Regions from separate parts of the Mus musculus genome. Here region 2 is linked to region 1. Evidence: chromatin contacts called from public Hi-C data. All regions are on one chromosome and are shown on one strand. Each heading gives the region's core, a stretch centred on a gene start, on an enhancer-like site or on the middle of the called end of the contact. The rest is flanking DNA. Distances are from core to core; before and after follow the strand shown. Region 1 holds the start of Fbxo30 (F-box protein 30). Region 2 has its middle 8.1 kb from the start of Gm25979.

Region 1 (6,376 bases), core at 3,077-5,576:
GTTCTAATTTGGTTATATATGGTTATATAAACTTTGAAATGATTTTAAATATATTATTAAAAACTTGAATGGCTTCTTGGGATGGGTTTAGTTCAATGGTATTTTCCCAGCATGTACATGGGCCTGGGCTGGAATCCCAGTGTGTGGCATGCTGATGTGTGTGTATACTCCCTTCTCAGTATGGCTCCTTCTCAGGGCTTCTGTAATGACTTGAGTATGTTTGGGCCAGGGAGTAGCACCATGGAGGTGTAGCTTGTTGAAGTAGGTGTTGCCTTATAAGAGGAAGTGTGTCACTGTGAAAGTGGGCTTTGAGACTCTCCTCCTAGCTTCCTGGATGCCAGTATTCTGACTTCAGAACAAGATGTAGAACTCTTAGCTCCTCCACACTTAGAGGCTGCCATACTCTTGCCTTGATGATAATGGACTAAATTTCTGAATTTGTAAGCCTGCCCCAATTAAATGTTGTCCTTTATAAGAGTTGTCTTAGTCATGGTGTCTGTTCTAAAACTCTAAGACACCTTCTAAATATTGGAGCTATTTAATTACTTATCCAGATGAGTTCATGACTCTTTTGGAGAAGATCTTGTTTTCTCATGAAAACAGAAAAGAAAAAGAACAATGTCCATATCAGAACTCAAAAGCAGAGATCAGACTCAGACAGTGGGCAACAGGAACCTGCTTTGTGGTCCAAATAGAGCTTTCCTGGCTCAGTGTGCCTGTGATTCCTAGAGCAGGAGGCTGAGGCTGGAAAGGTCTTGCAGACGCCTAGCCCTGCTCATGCTTCAGAGCCCCAGAGCAATGCCTAGGACTTTCCCTCTGTTGCTGCATGGAGAGAAGCTGAACTTATCCTAGTGCAGAGGTCTCAGCATGTTTTATTTTTCAAAGAAAAAAAGATGTATGACTTCATCAAGGGAGAGAAGAAATGGAACCATGTGTTGTTTATAGTATTTCTCTGTATGAATGGGAAGGCAAGGCTACATGTTTCATCCTTAATGTGGCTACTAGGAGTCATGGGTCACAGCAGGCTTAGAGTCTGTCATACTGAAGGGAATATCCCAAGGGACTGAGGGCTAATTAACAAGTTAGCCGTTCAGCACAGAAATCCATTTTAGAGGAAAGCAATACTCTAACAGTTTAAGAACCATGCTATTCCTAGAATTAAGTACCAACTTCTATTTTATCATCTTTTGCATGACTCACTAAAAAGATGTAGCTTTGTTGTGGTGCTTGATTCCCTCTCAGCCCCAGCCATGCACACATGGGGTTTCTGAAAATTCAAAAACATCAGATGGTGTTCATGTAACTAGCTGAATTTCAGAAGCTTTAATAAGAAAAAAAAAAAACCACCACAACAAAACAGAAGATATGGAGCTACTATTTCCTCTACTGCCATGTGCAACAGAACAACATAGAACAACTAGAACAACATAGTATGCTCTTCTGATGCCAACAGTTTCCTCCGAGTCTACTTGTTACACTATGGCATTTTCTTTGCTACCACTCCAGCAGAGTACAGAAAGGATAAAAATGGAATCGAGTTCATTTATGGGCTGTTAAATTTGGTTTCTCCTGTTTAATGTATATTAATTTGTTTCTGCATGAAAAATTTTCGACCTCCTTACCAAGCACAGTTACTATACAGTTACACAGTTTTAGACAGATGAAAGAATAACTATCAACTCCACCTGAGTCTACCTGTTTATTTCCTCACCCCCAGACTTGAGTACCACCAAACGCTAGTCACCTGAAATGCAACACTTTGCAGGCTGAGCTTGGGAGTGGGGCAGGGTAAAATCATTCATTTATTGAGTGCATACATATTCTGTATGCTAGATACTGTACAGATAAGTTTAATCTTATTAACTAAAAACATGGATCACTGATATATACATATTCTTCTTTAGAATATGGTTTAAGAGGTCTGTGGTTCATATAGACAAAACCTGGATCTTCTATTTTCCACAGGATTCAAATTGCTTTGATTACTTATTTAAAACTACGAAGGTTGACTTGAGGCTATAAAGTTTGTCCTTGGGAGGCTTCTTGTAAATTGCAATTATATTTTTTGTACTTCAAATGAATGTGTATTAGAAACATAATTATACCTGGTGAATATTAGATGCTGGGTATTAATATCTAATACTAATCCCAGTTAGTATTACTATCCCGGTTAGTAATGCCTATTCTCTCATGGCTTCACAGCCGCAAATCTGCCTTTACCCACTCACACTTGTCTCTAGCCAAAGGTGCTTTCCTTAATTAGCACATGACTTAAATTTTACTCTTGACTTTTCCATTGCTTTAGCCTCAGGCTTTCCAAATACAGGCTGGTGGTCTAACTGGGCAAGAAAACCTTTTCAAATTAAAGGTGCTATTAGCCTTGACACTGAATAAATGGAAAAACAATTTGTCAGGATTTGTTTAGCCAATTCAATTTTCTCTGAAAACTCCTATCTCTTATAGTTCAGTCTTGCCTGCAGGCTTTATGACTGTGGTCTTATTTTAGCTAGTTTTGTGTATGTATGTGAAGCCAAGGACCAACCCTAGGTCCATTCCTCAGGAACCATCTAACCTACTTTTTGAGAAAGGGCCCTGGGAAGCACTCATAACCACCACTCCACCTGGCTTTTTACATAGCTGCTGGGGATGGAACTCAGGTTCTCTTGCTTGCTCAGCAAAAACTTTACCAACCTTCCCGTCCCATAGTTTTTATAGCATCCCACCATGAAATTGACCTCTAGAAAAAAAATAGGGTACGTATTCTTCCTAAGCCGATGCAAGACTAATTTAAGAACGTGGTAGGGGGGTTGTGCTCCTCTCTTTAAAGAGAGCAGACAGGTCAAACCTGCTACTGCTTATTTGTTTATTTTAAATTGCCAAAGTACCTGTTGCTTTCTGGGTGGCTAAGCCACATAAATGGTAGTTTTGTTCCACAAGTCTAGCCCAAAGTCCACATATACTTCCGAGGACATCTTTGAAGACCTTTGATTCCTGGTAGTCTCTGGTTGCCACTTATGGAAGAGCAGAGGCTTCTGTTTGCCCTGACTCCTACTCAGCTTGAGGTGGGAGATGACCTAGTGTCAACTAGGTGATTTAGAGAGGCAGAAAGCCCCAAAGTACAATCAATCAGTATGGGAATGTTGAAGCTGTAGAGAGCCTTTGGGATTCCCTGCCGCAGTCCCCTTATTTTGCGGAAGGGGATGTAATGGAAGGATGTGTGACTCAATCGCGACCACCTGTCATGCACAAGCAACTCTCCCACCATTTCATCTGTCTGCTTCACTTTTCTTACCTGGCCCCTTTGGGTCTCACGCTCTGGGCTGACCGAAAAGCGCCTACCTCCTACAGCCAAAGCAGGCAAAAAAAAAAAAAAAAAAAAAAAAAAAAAAAAATACAGCGTCCTAAGCACCCCACATATAAGCACTAAATATTTCAAAAATCTGAATGTCTTCATTAAACCAAACCAAACCCCTGACCTTTACAGTGTGCTCAGTCTTAAGCTCCCCAGGGTTTTGTGTAGTTGTATGAAAGTGCTGGTTTTTAAGGTGAAGGACGGTGACTCTCGTGAGCCACCGTTTCCAACAGCTGGGGAGTAAAACTGCAGTCACCAGAACGGCCACCCAAGGGGGTTTTCTCACCTCCGCCCCTCCGCCAGCCAGGGCCAAGGCTCCTTCACGGTGGCTTTGAGGTGGGAGTTGGCAGGAGGCCTCCAGACGGGGTGGGCGTCGGTGACATCACCGTCCCTCAGCCTCACGCCCGGGCCTGGCGGTAGTAACGGGGACGCCTACACGCGGGGTGTGTAGCCCTGGATGGCCACGGGAAAGCTCCGGCCCTAAGACGTTTCCCAGAAGCCGCGCCGCGCCCTCTGGAGGCCGCGTGGCTCGCCCCACCGAAGCCGCCCGCCGCGGGCTGACGAGCAGCAGAGCCCTTACAAGGGGAAACGGGTCACAGAGCAGAGCGGTCACCGAGTCACAGGGCTCGGGCACGTGAGGTGGTGGCAGTTACCACCGACAACGGGGGCTGACCTATTTCCTGCGAGTGCGCGCTAGGAGGACGGGTCGCGCTCCTGGGCCTGCGTCCTCCACAGTGCCACAGGGGCTCGGAGAGTCCTTCCAAAAACAAACAAAAAGCAAAGGCGCGAAAGGCGGACCCGGCAGGGAGCACCAAGGGAGAGGCTGCCCCGTGGGTTCTCTGCGCTCGGCCTGACCGGCACAGGACAGCGTGCGCATCCTCGCCCGCTGTGCGTGCGCGTGCCCGCTCACCCGCTGCCGGGCCGGGGGGCGGGGCGCAGCGGGGCGGGGCGGGGCGCGCGAGGAGGGCGGTGGCGGTTGGAGGCCGAGGAGAAAAGGCGGCGGTCCGGGCAGGGCGGAGGCGCAGAGGATTGGGACGGGACGGGCCCCGTGCGTGGTCCGGTCCGGTGCGGGGACGCTGCGGAGCCGCCGGGCGCTAAGGCCAGAGAAGCCAGGGTTTGAGCGGCGCTTCGGCCCGCGCGGGCTGGTGAGTGTGGCGAGGCCGCGGGAGGCTGGCGCGGGGACGCGGGCGGGCGGGCGGGCAGCGGCCCGGACGGCGCGGGCCCCGGGGGCGGCGGGGCCGGTGGAGTCGGCGCAGTTCAGAGGCTTCCGTCCGGCTGGCCCCGTCCGGGTCGCGCCCGGCCGCCCGTGTGGCCTGCCCTTGAGGCTCCCGGCAAATGGCGCCCCGACCCCCGGGGACGCGGAACCGGGTGAGACCCCCACCTCCGCCCCCACCCCCACTGAGCGCAGAGGAGCCCCGGGGGACCCCGGAATGCGTGGCTCGCACCCTCTGCCTCGTAGGGACTTGAGGAGTTTGGGCGCAAACGGGTTAAAGGACGGCGAGGCATCTCCAAGTGTCTCCGCGGGATAAGCGAAGTTGGTAACTTTTCCATTCATGGAAGTGAGAGGCGCGGAGGCTTAGCTGTGGCCCTGGTTAAAGCGAGACTTAGGGATCACCCCCCCCCCCCCCAAGTTCCTGGGTTCCAGCTCGTGGAGTCCCAGATTGGAAGCAGGACAGGGAACGCACGGCGGATTCAAAGTCACTCGGGGATTACATTTTAACCTCGACGGAGGCCTGTGTTTGCCGCGTTTCTCCTGCTCCCCTCTCCCTTCTTTGAGTCCCGTGGTAAATCCCGGATAAAATAGATGCTTGGGAAGGAATTGACCTTTTCTTCCATGATTGCTTTGTTGACTGTGATCCAAGATGAAGTTATTTACGGGCATTCTGGTATCAAAGAGGGTTAACGTTTTTAAAACGAAGTCTCAAAAAGTTTCTGAGGTTCTTTTTTTTATTTGTTCCCTGCTAAATTTCAGGCAAAGTAAGTTACATTAACACGCTCTGCACGCTTTTATGTTAGTTTTCCCAAACAATCCTGTGTTGACTGACAAAGAGACAAAGGATACCATGAAGTATCCCTGTTTGATTTTTCTAAAGCATACAGTTTCGTTGAATCACTCTTCTTTATGCTTAGTCACTGTTTCTTGCTGTAGTAGTTTAGTTGAGGACAACATGTTTTGCTAACTTCTTAGATCACCAGTTTATACCCGATACTTAACATAGGGACATAAGCTTTTGTGTGTGTGTGTGTGTGATTCTAGAAATAGTAGGTGTTTTATGAATGATATAAGAAAACTGGAACTCTAATATTTCTGAATGTTTAGATTTAGGTTTAAAGGGTTTTTTGTTTATTTTTTGTCTTAAAATATAAAATACTTAAATAAAATATTCTTTTAAAAGTAATATTGCATAAAATAATTGCTAACACTTCCCATATGGCTTGAGAGGTGCTTTAAGGGCAGACAAACAGGCTTTAGTTAATGTGTTTACTGTTTGATATAGCATGTTTCTAAAATCTAACGCTTGGATAATCTTCTAAATAAGATTTTAAAACTGCTGTTTATTTAATAAAAGGAATTACTCTTGCTGGGCATTTTCCTGGAGAATATTTTTGCATTTATGTATTCAGTGATAAGAATTGTAAGTTTAAAAGGCTGAATAAATATTACATTTCATATTAGTTACGATGGGATAGAAGAGGGTCAGCTTGAAGTAGTTCCTATATGAATAGGAAAATGTTAGTCTGAATACACCTCCCTCAAAATGTGGGTTTTTTTTTTTTTTTAAACAAAATAGGTTGGGTTTTTTGTTTTTGTTTTTTGTTTTTTTTTGGTTTGTCTTTTTTTTTTTTTTTTTTTTTTTTTAACAGAATGGTTAATGTTAGCACTGGGTAGAGTGGTTCCTCATATAACAGTAAACTTTATAAATTTAAGTAACATTTAAAAGTAGTTGTATATAAATCTGGCTATTGTGTAAAGCAGAGTGACTCCATTTGTGAGTAACTATATTTACTGTTGAACACAGAAAT
Region 2 (5,701 bases), core at 2,759-5,258, 42 kb after region 1:
CCTGAATACATTCTCTCATGCTCACCCCTGTAAGCCTCTTTCCTTCCCTTTACACTCTGAAGTAACCCTAACTTCCTTCAGAATCTGTCATAAGGCAGTTTCCACATCTTGCTTTAACATCTCTCCCTTGCCCTATATTTTAAGGAACCATTCCAGTGATGCATTAGAGACTGACTTCAGCAGTCCTTGAGAAGACTCTCAGGAAAGTGTCTTCAAGTTCAAAAGCATATCTGTGTCCATCTTATATTCAAGAGCCTGCTATAATTGGGCATAATCCTAGTAACTGCTGTATAAACCATGAGAAATAGGGATAAGGTTTTAAAGATATAGATGGATGTATTCCTTTCCTTATAGAATTACTGGAGTAAATGAACACACACACATACACACACACACACATCCCTTTGATGAAAGATGGTGGAAAAAATCTACTAGTTACAAGCAATGTAACAATTCTTCCTGAAGGATCTCTGACTTCTCTTTCAACTAATGGGAGGTAGTTTGAGAACTGACTTAGGTTTGGAAACGGGGTAAGGAAGCAATGCTTTTGTCATTGTGACAGATGATTGTCCTCTGCTAGGGTCTTAAATTAATGATTGTTGTTGCTTTGGGATGGCATCTCTCTGTGTAGCCTTGGCTGTCTTAGAACTCACAATGTAGACCAGGGTGGCCTCACACACTAAGAGAGCTACCTGGCTCAGCCTCCTGAGTACTGGAATTAAAGGCCTATTATGGATTTTATAGGTTATACATGCCAAGCAATATTCATGATGGAAAGCTATTTATCTTGCCTAATTACAGTATGTCAGTAAGAAGGGGTTAGTATTACACAAATCTGAAAGCAAGTCTTGTGCTCACCATTCTGAATTACTCTTTCATCCCAAGCAGGAAATGTCTACTGGAGAGTCAAGCACATATGCAGCTCAGGACAGCCAGACAGCCTGGGTTGCAGTTTTTAGGGCCAGGAGCTAGAGAGACAGCTCAATGGCTAAGAGCACTGGCTACTCTGCCAGAGGACCTGGACTTTATTCCTAGCACTTGGGTATCGGATCACAACTGTCTGGCACTCTCAAGCCAGGGATTCTGACATTCTCTTCTGAGCTTTGTGAACACATGCATGCAGGTGGTACAAAGACATACATGTAGACCAACACTCATACACATAGGGAAAATTACATTAAAAAATTTTAAGGTCCAGAAATTGTGATGTTCCTGTCCTAGTTCTCAGGGTCACAATCCTTTATCAGGACTTTGGTTTAACATAGGATAATCACTGAGACTTAATTTATAGTAATTGGAACTCAGGGTTAGAGGTAGGGTTAGGATTAGGGTTTTGTGCCTGATTTGTTAGTAGTTTACCCAAACAATGAAACAGAATGTCTCTTTTTAAGAATAATCTCTGACTTATACATTCTGTAGTGAGTTGATTTGTGTCCCTAAATAGATATGTTCAGATCCCAACCCTTAGTGTTGGTAAATGTGACCTTATTTGGAATTCTGCAAGTTTTTGGAGTTTTTGCAGATGGAATCAAATTAAGATGCAGTCATGCTAGATTAGATGGGCCCACATCAATGGCTAGCAATTTTATGAGAAGGAAAAGGAGATTTTGAGATAAAAAGACAAAAATGCAGAAGGAAGAATCCCAGGTGACAAAGGAGGCAGAGACTGCAATGACTCAAAACAACAAGACAGGGAGCATGACGTTTGCTGGTTCCACCCAAAGTCAGTAAGCAGCAAGGGAGGCCTGCCCCTGGGGGTTTTCTGGGAGCACAGCTCTGCCTGGAGTACTGACTTCTGGCCTCTGGAACTGTTAGAGAATGTGTCTCTCATTTGCATTAATTATAGAAACCCTGGGAAACCAATACAATTAGTGTTATCAAACACATAACTACTGTTAGTGCTCTGTGCATGCCCCATGTTTAGAATTGATATGAAGCCTTGGAATGAGCTTCTTTGTATTTTTCTTCTGTTTATTTGCTAAAATTTTCACATGTATGAATCTCATTCATCGGATTTGAATAAAAAAATCATTTTTAGGTGGTATTAGGGATTGAATCTATGGCTCTGCTCAAACTAGGCAAATGCCCTAGCACTGAGATTCGTCTTTAGCCTTGAAAATGCTTCTATTTTGAAATGGGCCTAGTTAAGTTGCTCAGGCTAGCCTTGAACTCACTCTATAGCTTAGAACTGGTCTTGATGATCCTCCTGCCTCAGCCTCCTGAGTAGCTGGGAGTATACAAATCTGTGCCACCAAGTCCCAGTTTAAAAATTTGGCAAGGACTTATTTATATAATTGTGCTGCCCCCCACCTCTCTCTCTGTCTCTGGTCGATTATACATAACTGAGCCATACTTTAATCCTGACCCCCACCATTGTAAATGCTCAATATAATTTTTGTTCTCTCTTTTCATTTCAATTTTAAACTTAGAGAAAAGATGAAAGAAAAGCTCAAAACAAAACAAAGACTTTTGACATAAGTTATAGGCAGATCTACTGCATGGAATTAACTGTTCAGTTCTAAGCGTCTATGCCCTAAGTTACTGCCCTGTTTCCAGTTACTGTAAATAACACACTGGCTCTCTGCATGCATCTCACCCTGGAGGACTCAAATTCACTAAAAAGTAGTTGGTTATTTTTTGCTTAAGAATGAAAAATGACTGCATACCATTTATTTCTGCACAACCTGCCTAGAGTGAACTGTTTGAAAACTTCCTTGTGTGCTTACTGTAGTAAATTGGGAACACATGGGCACGCGGCTTGCATTTAAACTTTATCAGGAAATTCAGGCTAATGAGCTTATCAATATACCAGAACAAAGATGAAACCTTTCACTTGGGCCACATGAGATAAGATAAAGAAAGGCACTCCCGAGAGTGTGGCGGTAGTGTCTGTATTCATCTGCCACCTGACCACTGTATACATGTGCAAGGGGTGAAGGGTTAGAAAAAGCTTGACCATGCCTGGAGCTTCAGTTCAGCACGACCTCGCGGCCTGATGCCCAGCCACTTGAATTTCTATTGGTCTGTCTTTTTAGTCTATCGAACTTTTAGCCTCTCTGTTCATCCTGATCATTTCTATACTGTCTCCATGTTATATATTATATTAACATTACGTACCAAGTGTTTTATGATTGTAAAGTGATTTGAGGAGAGTTTAGTCTAAATTTTTCATTGAAAATTTCCTGATAGTAAAAAGCTATGTTCTCTTGCATGAATGATATATAATCATTAAAATTAAGAAACTGGTCATAAATACAATAATCAATAGTCCTTTTTCACTTTTGCTAGTAGGTCCAGGAATGTCCTTTAGTCCACCCTTCTTTTTCCCCTGGTTCAGGGTCCAATTTAGGGTCATGAACTTCATTTTTGTCAAGCCTTTTTCCCCTTTATGTTGGAAGACTCCTTTGGCCTTTGTCTGTCATGGTATTGAATTTCTGAAAGGTATAGATCAATTAATTGTAAAGTAAGTCTCAATTTGTCTCCACGCATCCTAATGAGATGCAGATCAGTTTGGGTAGGCCGTGCATGTAGTCACTAGTGTTCTTTGAGGAAGTGTGGCTTGGCCTATGAGGGAGTATGGCTGGAGGGTTCTGTCAGTGGTAACTGCATTGGATTATAGCAGGAAAGGCAGTCAGATGCGTATTTTCCATGACTTTGGTTGAGTGACCCTCAATAAAAAGTTGGGCACAGAAAGAGCAATGGAAGGTGAAGGAGATAAGAACTGAGTTACACTTTGTGGCAGAAGGGCAGAGAAGAGACCAGAGGCTGCCAGCCTTTCAGCAGTTAGGGTTGCTGGGGCACCATCACCACTCTTAGACCCAATAGAACCTACTTTGGCTCTTTGAAAGGTCTGCCTGTGATGCTGCCTCTGTTTTATATAGAGCTCTACTGTTCCTCTGCCTTCTCCAGTGAGATATGAGCTAAAAGATGCAGGCATGGCTTATAGGATGTGATAATGTAACTGAGCTGATCTACTACTACCCACTGACTACTAGGCTCCAGGGAGGCTGTGTGCCTAAAAGATAAACCAACACATGAGTGAGGAAACTCCCTGCTGAGCATATGGCTCGAGCTGCAGCTAAATGTGCACTTCCTGTTTTAGGTGGGTGTGAGTTGGAAAGAAGGCAGTCTCAAAACCTATAGTACTACCTCAGCACAAATACTACTTCTTAGAATGTCTTCTTAAAAAGAGCGGGGCTTAAAATGCTATTTAAATATGGAACTGTTGCCTCCAAAGAGTAGCAGAAAATACTCTACACAAAGCACTCTGTGTCTATATTGTCCATGGAAACAAAATACTAGGTCTGTCTCTCTCTTATTTCCTTCCTTCCTCTCTTCCTCCTTTCCTATTTCCCTCTCTTCTTCCCTCTGTGCCTCCCTCCTTCTTTCCTTCCCCCCTTCCAACTTTTGATACAGGCTCTTATGTAACTCAGGTGGGCCTTGAGTTCAGTATGTGCCACCATGGATATCCCTGAACTTCCTCTAGTTCTGGAATTACAGGAATTCATAACAGTGTGCAGTTTCTGTGGTGTGGGGTACGGAAGCCAGATATATGCAGTAGGTAACGGCGGTCCAGCTGAGCTGCATCCTCAGGAGGCTTATGTTCTTGAAGAAATTACTCTTCTTACTAATAGGCTATGCATGTTACTATGTTATGCATGTGACTGTTAGGTGTCTCTTGAATTGAACTCTTGATGTTATCCTGCAGTCCTTCAGTTAAGGAGGAAAAGCATTAATGTTGAGGGGACTGTATCTCTGTTAATCCTTCAGTTTTAGGAAACTCAGTTAACAGATGAAAACAAATAATAAACTTTCATGTGAGTCTGTTTCCTAATATAGCAGACAGTGCGGCTGGAAGGCATTGTGGATTTGGTCTAATGCTACTTATGTTAATCACGTCCCCCAAATTACACAGGAACCTTCACATCTGCATGTAGGGGCTGAGGGACCCTGCCCCCCAGTTAGTTTTGATTGGTAAATAAAGTTGCCAGAGGCCAATGGCTGGGCAGGGAGACAAAGCGTCGAGGGAACTTTAGGATTCCTGGGCAAGGGACTCAAGAAAAGGCAGGAAGGGAGAGCTGCCTTGCCATGACAGCAGTAAAGGGCAAGCCTGAGAGGCGCAGAGGAGAGAGCATCAATAACGAGAGAGCTGAGGAGAGAGCATCAATAACGAGAGAGCTGAGGAGGGCTGCAGGGCTGGAGCTGGGGCAGCAAAGATGGAATGGAGATTGTATGTAGTAAGTAATAACTCAGGAATATTGGAGGGGAGTGTGCTAGCTTCGTGGAGCTTAAGAAGTAAGCTGTCTAAGGCATATTAAAATATAAGGCTATGTGGGGTGTGTGTGTGTGTGTTTCATTCTGTCATTCTGTAACCCAGAAAATTGGGGCAGGTAGCCACTGCAGAGTTGATTAGAGAAGAGAGGAATTGGCAACTACAACAGGAACTCAGGAGTCTGCCTCTTGTAACCTGTAGTCTAAGTTCTTTCTTTGAACGTCTAGCCATAATACTAACTAAGTACATTAAATTGACTATTAAAGGCACTGATGTGTTGAAATGAAATTGTGTATTTACATATTTTGTGGAAACATTTCTAGTCACATTTATAGAATCATTTGCCACCACACCTCAAACATGTAAAATTAATTAAACTGTGAGGCTGTTAGATTCAGGTGTGTTAGTGGCCCTGAAGTGATTGTGTCA

What was found. Hi-C and Micro-C count contacts between places; a contact is called where the count stands out from the background.
Region 2: a contact with region 1 is called in a Hi-C map of the G1E-ER4 cell line, with 2.3 times the contacts expected there. The contact joins the enhancer-like site here to the promoter of Fbxo30 in region 1. A contact is called at or near these places in 1 of 15 datasets of contacts at CTCF or cohesin (the G1E-ER4 cell line), 4 of 484 Hi-C or Micro-C datasets (the G1E-ER4 cell line, erythroblasts, macrophages and 1 more), 3 of 115 datasets of contacts at active chromatin or transcription factors (bone marrow-derived macrophages, embryonic stem cells and epiblast stem cells) and 2 of 9 other capture datasets (adipose tissue and pancreatic islet).

What each region holds. Positions count from the first base shown.
Region 1 is chr10:11,277,004-11,283,379 of GRCm38.p6, forward strand. It overlaps Fbxo30 (F-box protein 30), which reads left to right and starts at 4,327. Exons shown (of 3, transcript NM_027968.3): 1 at 4,327-4,497.
Region 2 is chr10:11,319,698-11,325,398 of GRCm38.p6, forward strand. No RefSeq gene overlaps it. Among named protein-coding and RNA genes, the nearest start is that of Gm25979, 8.1 kb to the right of the region's middle. Within about 2 kb of position 4,009, at least 28 of the 459 cell types and tissues checked have an H3K27ac peak or open chromatin away from gene starts, as enhancers often do. A contact at or near this core is called in the G1E-ER4 cell line and erythroblasts, where this site is marked.